Regions from separate parts of the Sus scrofa genome. Here region 1 is linked to region 2. The links are chromatin contacts, called in public HiChIP or PLAC-seq maps. All regions are on one chromosome and are shown on one strand. Each heading gives the region's core, a stretch centred on a gene start, on an enhancer-like site or on the middle of the called end of the contact. The rest is flanking DNA. Distances are from core to core; before and after follow the strand shown.

The links. HiChIP or PLAC-seq counts read pairs in DNA pulled down with a chosen protein or histone mark.
Region 1: an H3K27ac HiChIP or PLAC-seq map of skeletal muscle shows a contact between it and region 2. The contact joins two enhancer-like sites. A contact is called at or near these places in 1 of 5 promoter capture datasets (liver), 9 of 47 Hi-C or Micro-C datasets (embryonic fibroblasts, fetal skeletal muscle, heart right ventricle and 3 more) and 1 of 2 datasets of contacts at active chromatin or transcription factors (skeletal muscle).

Annotation. Positions count from the first base shown.
Region 1 is chr1:143,515,837-143,523,105 of Sscrofa11.1, forward strand. The region is part of intron 1 of KLF13 (Kruppel like factor 13); the gene reads right to left. Among named protein-coding and RNA genes, the nearest start is that of KLF13, 21 kb to the right of the region's middle. Within about 2 kb of position 3,680, at least 55 of the 83 cell types and tissues checked have an H3K27ac peak or open chromatin away from gene starts, as enhancers often do. A contact at or near this core is called in liver, skeletal muscle and subcutaneous adipose tissue, where this site is marked.
Region 2 is chr1:143,411,942-143,418,317 of Sscrofa11.1, forward strand. OTUD7A (OTU domain-containing protein 7A) reads left to right here. Exons shown (of 15, transcript XM_021098720.1): 13 at 3,402-3,516; 14 at 3,676-3,760; 15 at 4,847-6,376. The coding sequence ends at 6,295. Among named protein-coding and RNA genes, the nearest start is that of KLF13, 130 kb to the right of the region's middle. Within about 2 kb of position 3,795, at least 41 of the 83 cell types and tissues checked have an H3K27ac peak or open chromatin away from gene starts, as enhancers often do. A contact at or near this core is called in liver, skeletal muscle and subcutaneous adipose tissue, where this site is marked.

The DNA of each region.
Region 1 (7,269 bases), core at 2,430-4,929, 100 kb after region 2:
CCCCACATCCCTCTAAAATGAAAGAAAAGAAATATTAAAGGACATAGGAGGAGGGAAAGAAGATAACAATAATAATTAGGAAGCTGGAAATTAGAAAGCAGACAGAAAAGCAAAGAAGTAACTACATTTACTCTGTGCACTGTGCCCCGCCCCGCCCTCCCTGCCAGAGACTTATGAGCCCCCAAAAGTGGAGGATACAGGGGGGCTGGAGGAGGGGTCATCAACGTTAGTGAAAGATGCAGTGGACACACCACGGTCCTCTCTGTGCCTCACACGCAGCTGCCTGCCTTTCTGGCACCTGCCAAAGACCACCTGACTGTCTGAGGTCAGTGGAGGTTGGGACTCTGGCTTGGAGACCTCAGACACAGCTCAGGCCAGAGTGGCCTCCTGAACAGGGGCCTGAGGAACAGTTCACCTGCTCTGTGCTGACACCCACAGCCTCACCACCTGCCCTCCCAGGGCTGCAGCCAGGGTACACCACCAGGCAGGGCCGGACCCCCAGGCAGCTCCCAGCCTCTGGGCCTCGCTTCAAGATATCACCGACCATCAGACATTTGAGAAGAGCCTCTGACTGGAGGTGGGCCAGAGATCCACACTGGCAAGCAGGAAAGGCAACCTGGGGACACAGAGGTGGGGAGAAGGAAGTTCCTGAGCTGTTACTCATGCTCAGAGCTAAGAGAGTACCTACGAAGCAAGAGCAGAATGCTCTTTTAAAAAGGAGACCCAGGGAGTTTCCACTGTGGCTCAGTGGGTTAAAAACCCGACTAGTATCCATGAGGATGCAAGTTTGATTCCTGGCCTCATTCAGTGGGTTAAGGATCCTACGTTGCTGTGGCTGTGGTGTAGGCAGCTACAGCTCTGATTTGAGCCCTAGTCTGGGAACTTCCATATGCCACGGGTGCGGTCCTATGAAGCCAAAAAAGAAAGAAAGAAAGAAAGAAAAAATAAGGAGACCCAGACACATGAGTCTGAAAGCAAGGACACAGCACAGTGATGTGGCAGAGATTAAAATCCCCACCCCAGGGTTGCAAGAAAACATTGAGCAAGTCCCACAGAACAAAAGCAAAAGAACAATAAATGGATGACAGGAAGACAAAGGTAGGAAAAGGGAAGGGGCAGCCTAACAATTCCGAGTCCAGGTTAATGGAGCCCCGAGGACACAGGTGGGCGGTCATCCAAGATGGCCATGCTCAGGACAGAGCCTAGGCCAGGCATCTCTGCCCCAACCAACTCACAGCCTTGCTAGAGTCCCACACTCACTGGAAGGCCCTCGAAGAACAGAGCACAAAGGTACTTAATATCAAGAGTCAAAAGAGTCATGGTGACACCTCAGCCTTCTCAGCATCCCTAGCAGGGGCCCAGGATGGTGCGGCCAAGCCCTGTGGGCAAACCCAGAGGCCAGGGACCAGACACCTGGCCTAACACAAATCAAGTGCAAGGCCAGGAGCCACATGCTCCAGGCTCCTGCGCCTCTTTTAGGCTCTACACAAAAGCAGAGGTGTGGTTCAGGAAAACAGAGCCTGAACACTAGGGAAGGGTCCTGGGACAGCAGTGACAATCAGTCCAGGGCCCTGAGATGTCTGGAGAGGAGGCAGAGCCATATGACCAGGGGTGAAGGGACAAGGCAGTGACAATGGCACTGAGAAAACCAAGCAAAAAGGACAACTATTAATTTGAAGGAAAAGGAGCATATGAAACCTGGGTCACCTGCAACCTGCGTTTACTTACTCCTAACTGGCTCTGAATATGATGCTGACCTAATCCAAAATGTCTTATCTTGGGCTGCAGTGCAGGATGGGGGTGCCAGGGTGTACTTCACCACCATCCCAGGAAGTCAGCAGACAATGCCCCAAACTGTGACCTGCAGAGAGACTTTTGAGCGTGCGCTAGGCAGCTGCCACCAAAGAGGCCACTGAAGACACTAGCACTGCTACCTCCGGGACAGAAACATAACCTGGTGCCCGTTCATCATAACAACTGTGTGGGCCTTGGGCAATGGGCACTGCCACCCGCACTGCTCCGATTCACGTTTAAAATAATCTACAGAGCAGGACAGCTCTAACATTCTCAGCAGCCTAGGCTTTTCTTAGAGAATCACTTTGCTGATTCAGACTAAGGGCATCACCCTCTTCAGAAGCCATGGAGGGTACAGACCAGCCGAGGCCGAGGTGAGAGGACACAGCACGTGTTTGCTCCTCCCTGCCCGCCCATATCATCCTGAGAGTACTTTCCATTGTTTTTGTTGGTGGTGCTTCTGATTCCATAAAAATTCATGTCCAGAGAGGCTCAGCGCTGACAGAGTGGCTGTGTCCTGGATGCTGCCTTCTCCCTGCAATGTGGTTTGGACTGGAAGAGAAGGGGCAGGAAGCGGGACCCAGCCCATTTCCCAACTACGTCATCGTCTAGGGGCTTCAGGCTTTGGTTTTCCTTATTACATGTTACTCAGTGTTACTCTAGCATGAGACACGCTGGGCTCTGATTTCTGAATGTGCGGCCCTGATATACCAATGGATGAAATGATACGTCTGGCCTCCCCTGCAAACAACCAAGGGCAGCGGGGCTAAAGCAGGCCCTGCTCCCCGAAACTTCTCTCTCTTCTCCAGTAGGCCTGGCCTGGAGGCCACTTTGTTCACTGGACTTCATCCCTCCTCTGGTCCCTGAGGTCCACCCTCCTGGGCCCTGGACAGACCATCACAGCATGTCCCCAAGGTGCTGGGCGGAGACTGGGCCTGGCCACGCCAAGTGTCACGTCTGACCCCAGTCTGCAAGTCCCCTTGGCTCTGGAGGCTGGGAGCTCTAGGGAAGTTCCTGCCTCCAGGGGTCTCTGGGTGACGCAGGGCTGTGGGAGGGGTGGGTCCCAGAAGCAGCCTGGTTTCTGTTTAAAAGGAGAAATAGACTCAGAAGAGTCCTTCTTCTGTCCTGCACATTCAGGCCGTGGGGGTGCAGGGTCCTCCTCAAGAGGGCCTGGGGTCCCCATTGTAGGCCCCAGGCCGCCTCTGCTCCCTGCCAGATCGCTGCTGTGGGAACTCTGGCCGCAGACACCTCGGGCCCCCCCTTCCCGGTGCTATTCTTGGTGTGTGTCTCCCTTTGGGGGAGGATAAGGGTGGAAATGATGGGAAGCTAAAATTAGCAAACGGCAAACAATTGAGGCCAGGAATCTGAGGTCAGCTGAGGATAACCGTTTGTTTTCTGTGGCCCTGGGGTGGTTTGAGCAATAAAGGGAATTGAAAATGAAAACAAATCTGGAAGCAGCCCAACCCCTGCCGGGACCAGGCCAGACACTGGCTAGCCAGGCCAGCCGGGGGTGGGCGGGCCAGATGGCAGGGACTCTGCCCAGCCCAGCCCAGCCCCTCCCAGGGCTCCCCTCCTCCCTCCCACGGGTACTTCCTGCTGCTTCCTCTGGGCGGGCCTTCTCTTCTACAGCCAGAAGAGCACCCTTTGCGGCCACGGGTTCCCTGGGCACTAGCCTGGCTCTGACTTTTCCAGTGAGCACGGGCAAAGTGACTGTAAAACCCCCCTTGTAACCAAGGCTACGGGCCCCTGCTTAGGTTCCATTTGCCTTTTCACTGGAGTCAGTAAAACTGCCTGGAGACAGCCCAGGAAATCTGGGTGGGCTGGGTTACACAGTTCAACCAGGCAGAGGCCCTGACCACAGCTAGGCGTGGTGGGAGGCAGACGCCTTGACCTGACTGCCCCCAGGGGGCCGCCTGCAGACTGACAAGGGGAGGGTGGCCCAGAGCTGCCCTCCCTGAAGAACTGCAAACGGCTGCCCTAGAGGTGGCGCCCAGTGGTCCTGGGGAGCCACTGGAAACAAGGCCCTCCCTCACTTTACTAAAGCACCCAGGGGCCTGGAACACAGAGGCCACGGAGAGGCCAAGGCCAGAGGGTGGCGCTCCCGTCCCCGAGACAAAGCAATTGCCGGAGCCGGTCCAGGGGACAGCCAGGATCTGGAGGGCCAGAATCTGGAGCCACCATCATGTATGCCCTCATCTCAGTCATGAAAGCTGCCACAGGACGTGTGCCCGACCCACATTCAACCGGTATGGGCCTCAGAAGTACTAACATTTCCAGAAGCTCTGACCAAGGCCCAGTCAGATGCCATGCTGGCCACCAGGCCTATGCACTCAGAGCAGGGAATCAGGGGACCTTGAAAGGCGGAATGGTGGTGCCCAGGCGGAGGGCCCCTGCTGACACCAGCACTAAGAAGAGATGGAAAGCCCCGCCCAGGCATGGTCTGAACCCCCAAAACAGACAAGTTTCCAGGGCTACCTTCCTAGGCCCAGGAGATCTTGGCATCTGAGGCCAGACCACATGCCTTCTAGCCCTGAGGGTCCAGAGGTGGGGTGCACAATAGGGCAGTCTGAGGATCTTGGGGCAAAGAGGGGGTCTGGGGCTTTGGTGAGGTGAACTCTTCCAACCAGCCAATCCTGCTCACCGCAGAGCCTGTGGTCATCTGGAGAGCACCCTTTCTATCAGGGTGCTGGGCCAGATGCTCTCCTGCACTGCTGGTAGGTATCAGACTCATTCTTTCTAGAAGGCAATCTGCCCCTAAATACACATTCCCTTGCAATACAGAATGTGACAGTGTGAGAGAGCAGAAATAAAATGACTTGTGCAGAACACTCCCAAGTTTTACATTAAAATTCACAGAGGCAGGAGTTCCTTGGTGGCTCAGCAGGTTAAGGATACAGTGTTGTCACTGCTATGGCACAAGTTCGATCCCTGGCCTGGGAACTTCTGCATGCTTCGGGTGAGGCCAAAAAATAAAAAAATACACACAGGCAAACGTGTTAACAGTAGTGACTTGTGAGGGTGGGATTAAAGTGAAGAACTGCAAACGGCTGCCCTTGGCTTTTCCTCCTTGTTAGATCCTTTATCTCACTGCATGGGGCTGTAGAATGAACCTACATCCTGGTGATACAGAGATGCTGCCGATCCCGCTGTGCCACAGTGGGAACTCCTCAACTTTTACAATCAGAAATAAAAACAAATGCAACAGGAGTTCCCTGGTGACCTAGAGGTTAAGGATCGGCATTATCACTGCTGTGGTTCGGGTTTGATCCCTGGCCTGGCAGCTTCTACATGCAGTGGGTGTGGCCAGAAAAAAAGAACTAACAAATGCAACAGATTCAAATCACAGTCTTCCAGTAAAGCAACTTCTCATGAGAAACAGGAACACACACTCATATCTAACTGGTCCCAGAGCAACAAAAGCTAGTCAGAATATGGGCGGGGCACACATTTTCCAACCGTTGACTGGACCCAACTTAGGAGCAACCATGGGGTCCAGGGATGGCAGATTCAGGTCATCTGAAGAGGCACATCTACCTCTTGGACGTCTACCAATGTTCCCCACTGGTGCTTCTACTCGCAGCATCATGATCATGTTCCTATAGAAAGGCCACTCAAAGCTAGGCTCCTCACATATTCAAAACTGCTGCAGCCCCACAAGCACCCTGAGATGCCTGCTGTAGGTCATCTCAGAGCCTGATGGGCCTCGCCTCCTTCGCTGGCCCCAGCCACCCCACGGCCCTCCTAGAGGGCTGTACCCATACCAAAGCCACCCTGCAGACCCTTTGAAGTCAGCTTAGAGGCTTCCTTGCATGCTCAACCACTTTCTCTAAAGACAAGTGGCTAAGAAAGGTGCAAAGCATCAGCCCTGGGTCTCACTTCTTTTACATCACACCCTGGGGACATAGCTCCTTACACCCCAAAGTTTAAACATTTATGAAGACAGAACCCAAGTGGCACGCCCTGCATGGAAGCTCACATTCATCCCCCGATATCTGTAGTGAGATGAAGCTCACAGATGTCTCCATGCTGTTGAGGCTTAGGTTCTGAACAGTGGGCCTGTATGACCCCTGGGATAATCCTCTCCCATACCAGGACCCCTCAATCCCTGTGCCCACTCCCCAAACCATGACCTGGGCAGACCTTTCCCCTTCCAGGCCTGTAACTTGCATACTGGCTTCAAAATAAAGTCCTCAGGCCAGACCCCTCTCCAGGCTCCGGGAGCTCTGGGGAAACCTCTGAAAGGCCTTGCTTGGTGGAGAAGAGCCACGTCACCCAGCCACAAGTTCCGCAAGAGCTTCTCCCAGGACTTGGCGGCTTCTCTGAGCACTTCTGGTTCAGCCAAGGACACGTGGCCGACCACTGGTTCTGCTGTCCAGCTTTAGGGAGTTTCAGGGATGCCAGGCCTTGTCTGCTTTTGTTAATTCACACCCAACCCCACAGTTGCAGGAGGGGTGTCCTCCCGGCTCAGGAGAGAAGCTCCCTGCTCCTGACCCCTGTCCTCCTGGTGGAGCCCTGGCCTGGACCACACCCACCCTTCTGGGGCGGGGGAGGGAGGGGTGCTGGGCACCCATTTCCTCCTCAGCTATCCACTAGGCAGCGCCACATGCTCATGCAGAAAGAGGCCTGTGCAAGCATCAGAGGAGAGGTGGCAGAACAGAGGCTGGCAGAGCTCACACCAGCCAGGGCCTGGAGCCTGAGGTCCAGGATGGGGCACAGCACAAGGCAAGAAAGCCCTCAATGCCTGGCCCCCTGGATGACAGCCACTCAACTGACCAGAGGGCTGCTACTCTCACTGTAGCCCCCGGGGGCATATGCTTCCCACGTGGGCCGGGCAGACTCTGGGAACACACGCCTGAATCAGGACTGCACCCAGCGGGGCACTGGAGGGCATGGGGCAATGGCATGTCTGCGTCCCAGGATGGCTGCAGGTAGAGTTAAATCATTGACTTCAACCCTCAAAAGCCCCTTTGAGTTGGGGAGTAGGCCTGCAGAGGACACAGCTCTCCACAGACAGTCCTGGAAGGTGCTAAACCCAACGGCAGCCACCAAGGCTCCAAAGCAGAGCACAAGGCATGAAGGCCTGGCGTGTAGTCTGACCAGTGCCCCTGTGGGAGAACTGCATGTCCGTGGCTACGCCGGCAAGGCCAGGTGCCAAGAGGGCTTCCTGGAGCTGAATGCAGGTGAACTAAAGGTTCACCAAAAGTGAGGACAGGGCCAAACAACTGCTCTGAGAGGTAAAACTGCGTGCCACTTCATCTCTTTTTTGAGCTTTACTAAATTTTTCAACATTGTTTGCAGTCAACGTATCATTTTCAACAAAAATCTGTGTGCCTGTGTGTGTGTGTGTGTGTGTGTGTGTGTGCATGTGCCATGCATGGCTCTTCTCTTCCCAGAGAGCTCTAAGGCTGGGCTGGCACAGCTAGGCCCTTGGGTACTGCTATCACTTCAGCACAAAATCAAGTCTGTCAGAGAGGG
Region 2 (6,376 bases), core at 2,545-5,044:
GTTCAGTCACTGCCCTTGCTCAGTGGGTTAACGATCTGGCGTTGCCGTGAGCTGTGGTGTAGGTTGCAGACATGGCTCGGATCCCGCGTTCCTGTGGCTCTGGCGTAGGCCGGCGGCTACAGCTCCGATTCGACCCCTAGCCTGGGAACCTCCATATGCCTCGGGAGCGGCCCAAGAAATAGCAAAAAGACGAAAAAATAAAATAAAATAAAAAGCATTTGCTGTTCTTGACATTTGCCACCAGAGGGCAAGCCGCTGGACCCCTCTCACTGGGTGAGGCCAGGTTTCCAAGAGGTAAAACTGTAAAGTGGGAGGTAGGAACATACAAAATACCTGGAGGGTCTGTTCCCAAGGCTTCCCCAGCCTGTACAGCGGCAGGTGGGGCTCCTGGGTCCTGAGGCCCCGATCCTGACCTGTAGGCCACAGCCGTGCGCTCTGCAGAGATGATTTCGAGGATTCCAAACTTCTGCTTGGTGCCTTGTGGTTGTAGAGGAGGGGCAGGGGTAAGAGGAGCCCATGGAGCCCTGGTCAGCGCAGCTCTTGAGTGTGGGAGCCCTTTGGTGAGGAGGTGAGGCTGCAGAGGCCATGGGGCTACATTACTTTAGTTGGTGTATCTGAAACAAGTAAACCAAAATCATAGTGGCTTCACATGATAGAAGTTTGGTTCACATGCAGATAAAGTCTGAAACAGGTGTTCCCGGTGGGCAGGACTTCTGATGTCTTGTAGGATCACCATCTTCAAAAGGCACCACAGTGGGAAAGGGTGTGGCGGAGATGGCCCACCAAGCCCTAACCACACTGCTCAGCCCTCCCACAGCACTTCTGCTCGTGCCCCCTTTCCTAACACTGAGGGCTGGAAAATCTAGCTGGGCCTGGGCAGACAAACTAAAGGCGCCTCTCTCCCGGGAAGGTGGATGGCAAGACCCCATATCACCCATGTTACACCTACAGATACTGGTCCTAGCAGAGTATTGTTCTAGAACAATGTTTTCCAGGCGTGCTTGATTTTAAGAACCACAGAGGATGCTTATTTAAAATTGATCCTTGGATCCTTCGCATGGACACTCTGGTTTGGCCATCCGCTTGGGGGCCTGGAGTGGGCGCCTTTACCAAACCCTCCAGGGAGCCATGCTGCCCTAGCAAGTGTCTGCAGAGGGCGCCTCTACCCCCTGCCCCTAACCTCGGCGGGAGGCCAGGCCAGCCCTCTCTGTTCTTGTGGTGACTAGTGGAACTATAGGACTGGCTCCTGGGTATTGCCCAAGGGAGGCTGGTCCTGAGCCAGCCCTATAGTTCAGCCCTGGGAAGGGCGGCCTGTGTCATGGCCATGCCATGTAAGCCGCCCCTGACCTCCCAAGCCAGAGCACAGTGCTGCCCAGTCCCCATCCAGATTAAAAGGAAAATCCAGAGCAAAGCTACCTTTCCCTTATATGGGGTGGGGGGGCGGGGCGGGGAGGGGATTATTTGTATCTCTTTAGCAACACTGGAGGGCGGCATTGAGTCAGTGTTTCCAGTTTTCTTATCAGAAAATCAACTATTGATGTTATTCAGTCTTAAATTGTATGTGTGTATTCTTTATTGATTTGTCTTTCTGTTTTTGTCATGGCATACATGCCATGAATCATGGGGGAATGACACCATGGCTAGCACCTGGGGATGGCGAGGGTAGAGGAGTAAGGAGGAGGAGGTCCGGGAAAACTTGGGTGGGAGCAAGGCCCCCTGCATCCTAGAGTGGTGACTGGGGGCTCTCTGTCCCCAATGGTAGGGCTCTGGGCACCAAGGAAATCAGCCTGTGGGAAACCCTGTTTACTCCTTCAGGGCTAGGCAACTTCTGGCCACCAGCACAGGAGCAGGAGAGAGGCGCTCCAGGGCTGGAGACGGGCAAGGATGAGCCTGAAAGAGGGAGGCCCCTGCCCCACTGTCAGCTCCTAGCCCATTTCCCAATCTATAAAGTGGCCCAGCCCCACCTTCTTCTCAAGCTGGTGGGACAACAGCAGAGGCAAGAGCCCCCGGTGGAGGTCCCAACAGTGTCTGCTTGTCACACCTGGAGGTGCACTGGGTCCCTGCCCTGCACCCACTTCTACCATCACCAGCATTTGGGAGGGCGGGCCACTCAGGGCAGCGCTCAGGACAGCACCCACTTCTCTCTCCACCAGCCACTGGAAACAGGAAACAAGGCAGCTCCAGCAAACAAAGCAGCTGACCCAACCAAGCCCTGGGCTATGCTGCTCAGCTGGGACTTGAACCTCAGGAGGGGCCTACAGCCCCCACGAAAAGACTGCTGCTCAGAGGGCGGAAATGGGGCTGCCATATTTCTCCCTACCTCCCAACTGCGAGTCAACCCCATCACTAGGGAACTGATCTCAGCTGGCCCACTGCAACTCCAGAAGCCCCCAGTGGATCCTAGACAAACCTGTAAACACCAACCTCTGCCCCAGCCTTTCAGAGGTGGCCAGGATCCCCAGGGGCAGGGGTGGGTTGCAGTCAGGAGTGGTTTTGATGACTCTGTCCCTTGGTGCAGCGAGGGGCCCATCCTTGCCTTCTCTATCTCTTCCCTCCTCAGAAGGCTCATTGGCTGGCCTCTTTGCCTGAGCTTCCTCAGCCTGCTGTTTACCTTATCACCACCTGACAGCAGGAAGTGTATGTCACCTGTGTACTCTGTCCCCGCCTCCCACCCCCAATACAGGAGGTGAGCTCCCTATGACAAAGGGGTATGGGATGTGGGGGTCCCACACTGTCACAGACTTGCTGAATGAACTCACAAATGAGCAGGGGGGTAGGCAGCCCTCACTCTCTGGGAGGAGATGGGAGGGCCTCGCCCTAAAGCCGCACCCCCACCCCAGGTGAACTAGAAGCAGCAGAAGCAATAATACCGTTTCTTTGTCTGCCGCCAGAGGTGGGTATTTCCGGTCTGACAGACCCAAGTTGAGGACAGGTAGTGTGTCCAACTGCTTTTCAGAATCCACAAAAAGTAGGACATTTTAAAAACTATTAGTAGCAGTTTTAAAATATTACCACCTTGGAGTTCCTGGCTCAGTGGTTAATGAACCCGACTAGTATCTGTGAGGACGTGGGTTCTATCCTTGGCCTTGTTCCCTGGGTTAAGGATCTGGCATTAAGGTGAGCTCTGGTGTAGGCCAGCGAGCTGCAGCTCCGTTTTGAGCCCTAGCCTGGGAACCTCCATATGCTGCGGCCCTAAAAAGACAAAAGAATAAAAATAAAATATGTGGCCCTAAAGCTCCCGCTGGCCCAGATGTCCCCTGTACACCTCCATTCCGTTTCCTTAATCACGGAGCCTCCTGGTCTTGGGGCCCATTTCCTGCCCTTTCTCGGGGCTGCGGGAGCACTGACCTCCGTCCTGGCCGGTGGACCACCTGGCACTGGCCTCCCTCTTTTGCGTTCAGCCGTAATCCCCCTGACGGATTCGGAGCACAAGCTGCTGCCTCTGCACTTTGCTGTGGACCCCGGCAAGGACTGGGAATGGGGGAAAGACGACAACGATAACGCCAGGCTGGCACAGTAAGACCCTACCCCTGTGTCCCCCTCCCCCACGCCCTACGGAGCGGGCTGTCGCTGGGCTCCCCGGGGAGGGGCTGGGCGCAGCGCCCCGGCTCCTCTGGAGACGGTCGGCGGGCGGGGCGAGCCGGGACGCGTCTCATTTGGTGTTCCTCTCTCTAGCCTGATCCTGTCGCTGGAAGCCAAGCTAAACCTTCTGCATAGCTACATGAATGTGACGTGGATCCGGATCCCCTCGGAGACCCGGGTAAGCTAGGCGTGCGACGGGAAGAAGCGGCAGGCGGGGCGGCGGCTGCTCATTCTGCTCCGGCAGGAAGGCGGGGGTGCATCCTCCCCAACGCTGACCGCCCAGGTTCCGACTGGAACGCGCGCCTGTCTGCGCGTGCGCCTGCGTGTCTGGCCATAGCAGCGCTCAGGCTAGGTTGTGTGTCTGTGTGTGTGTTTTATTTTTTTGAGGTCCCCTTATCTTCGACAGAAGGAGCGGAATAAACACGCCCACTCAGAAAACAAACCGTAGGCAAGTCGCAACACAAAACTCTGCCCAGCTCGGAACACGATGTGCTGCCACGGAGCGGAATTAATTATAAAAGTGTGTGGGTCCTCGGAAAAGGCAGAGAACCGAGGGCGCGATTCCTTGGCACCCCCCCCTTCCCCTCACTTTCCCTCCCCTCCGAAAAGGCGGTGACAAGGGGGGCTGCCTGCCCCACTTGGCCCCCTCCCCCAGGGAGAACCCATGCTGTCCTCGCCTCCAGATACTAAGACGGATTCGCTTTAAGTATCTGATATTTTTGTGGTCTCAGTGATGGTCTCCCCAAAAGAGATGTTTAAAAGAAAAGCTTATAAGTGAATTTATTCTCCCTAGACATTAGTTTATGTAGCCATAAAGTGGAGCTTATAATTAATATTTTATAAGTGACAGGAGAAGAGCAAATAGGGCAGTGCCCGGCACAATCAGTACCCAGGACAAGCCGGCACCACTCAGAGTGCTTTCATACTTCAGCCTTTACCTGTATTTAATCTTCACTGGGCTCCCTGAGGCAGGTACCGATACCCCTCTTACTAATGGCACAAGTGACAGCTGGTGGCAGTCTGGCTTCGGAGTCCTGCCTCATCTCCACATTGACCTGCCTGTCAATTACTCTGGACGTCCTTGTTTAGCCCTTATGAGGGCTGTGAAGGCAGCAACTCGAGATCTAGAATCAGGAGACTCGGTTGGGACAGGGACAGTGGGGCTGGAGGCAACACAGCGGGGAGGGAGGGATCTGCCTCCATCAGTCCGCTTGGGGACTGCTGATTTCTAACCTCATCCCTTACCTGCCCGCCCCCTCCACAGGCCCCTCTAGCACAGCCGGAGTCCCCGACCGCCTCGGCGGGGGAGGACGTGCAGTCCTTGGCCGATTCACTCGATTCAGACCGCGACTCGGTGTGCAGCAACTCCAACAGCAACAACGGCAAGAACGGCAAGGACAAGGAGAAGGAGAAACAGCGCAAGGACAAGGACAAGACACGAGCGGATTCTGTGGCCAATAAGCTAGGCAGCTTCAGCAAGACGCTGGGTATCAAGCTGAAGAAAAACATGGGCGGCCTGGGCGGCCTGGTGCACGGCAAGATGAGCCGCGCCAACTCCGCCAATGGCAAGCACGGAGACGCGCCTGAGCGCGGCAAGGAGAAGAAGGCCAAGTCGCGCAAGGGCAGCAAGGAGGAGTCCGGCGCCTCGGCTAGCACGTCTCCCTCGGAGAAGACCACGCCGTCGCCCACGGACAGGGCGGCCGGAGCGTCGCCGGCTGACAAGGGAAGTGGACCCCGCGGTGACGCCTGGAAGTACAGCACGGACGTGAAGCTGAGCCTCAACATCCTACGCGCCGCCATGCAGGGCGAGCGCAAGTTCATCTTCGCCGGCCTGCTGCTCACCAGCCACCGGCACCAGTTCCACGAAGAGATGATCGGCTACTACCTGACCAGCGCGCAGGAGCGCTTCAGCGCCGAGCAGGAGCAGCGGCGCCGCGACGCCGCCGCCGCAGCCGCCTCCGCGGCCAAGCGACCGCCGCGCAGGCCGGAGGCGGAAGGCACGCCGGGCCCCGAGCGCGCATCACCCGGCCCGCCGGCCGGGCCGCCCACGCAGTTGGTGCTCAAGCTCAAGGAGCGCCCGAGCCCCGGGCCGGCGGCAGGCACGCGGGCGGCGCGGGCAGCAGCAGGCGGCGCGGCCTCTCCGGGCCCCGGAGGCGGGGGCGCGCGGCGCGTGGGCGCCAGCGGACCGGTTCCCGGCCGCAGTCCGCCTGCGCCGCCTGCGCGCCAGAGTGTTATCCATGTGCAGACGGCGGGCGCGCGGGACGAGGCATGCGCCCCAGCCGTGGGCGCGCTGCGGCCTTGCGCCACATACCCGCAGCAGAACCGCTCGCTGTCGTCGCAGAGCTACAGCCCGGCGCGCGCCGCCGCCCTACGCACCGTCAACACGGTAGAGTCGCTGGCGCGCGCCGTCCCAGGGGCCCTGCCCGGCGCGGCGGGGGCGGTGAGCGCGACCGAGCACAAGTCGCAGACCTACACCAACGGCTTCGGCGCGGCGCGCGAAGGCCTGGAGTTCGCCGACGCCGACGCCGACGCACCGGCCGCGCGCTCGAACGGTGAGTGCGGCCGCGGCGGCCCGGGCGCGGGGCCAGCGCAGCGACGCTGCCAGCGCGAGAACTGCGCGTTCTATGGTCGCGCCGAGACCGAACACTTCTGTTCGTGCTGCTACCGCGAGGAGCTGCGGCGGCGGCGCGAGGCGCGCGCGGCCCGGCCCTGAGCGCGCGCCCGCGGCCCCGCCGCCCAGGATGGCTTCTCCACGCTGTCGGTGTCTCTTTCCGAGCCCTGGTCCACCGGAAGG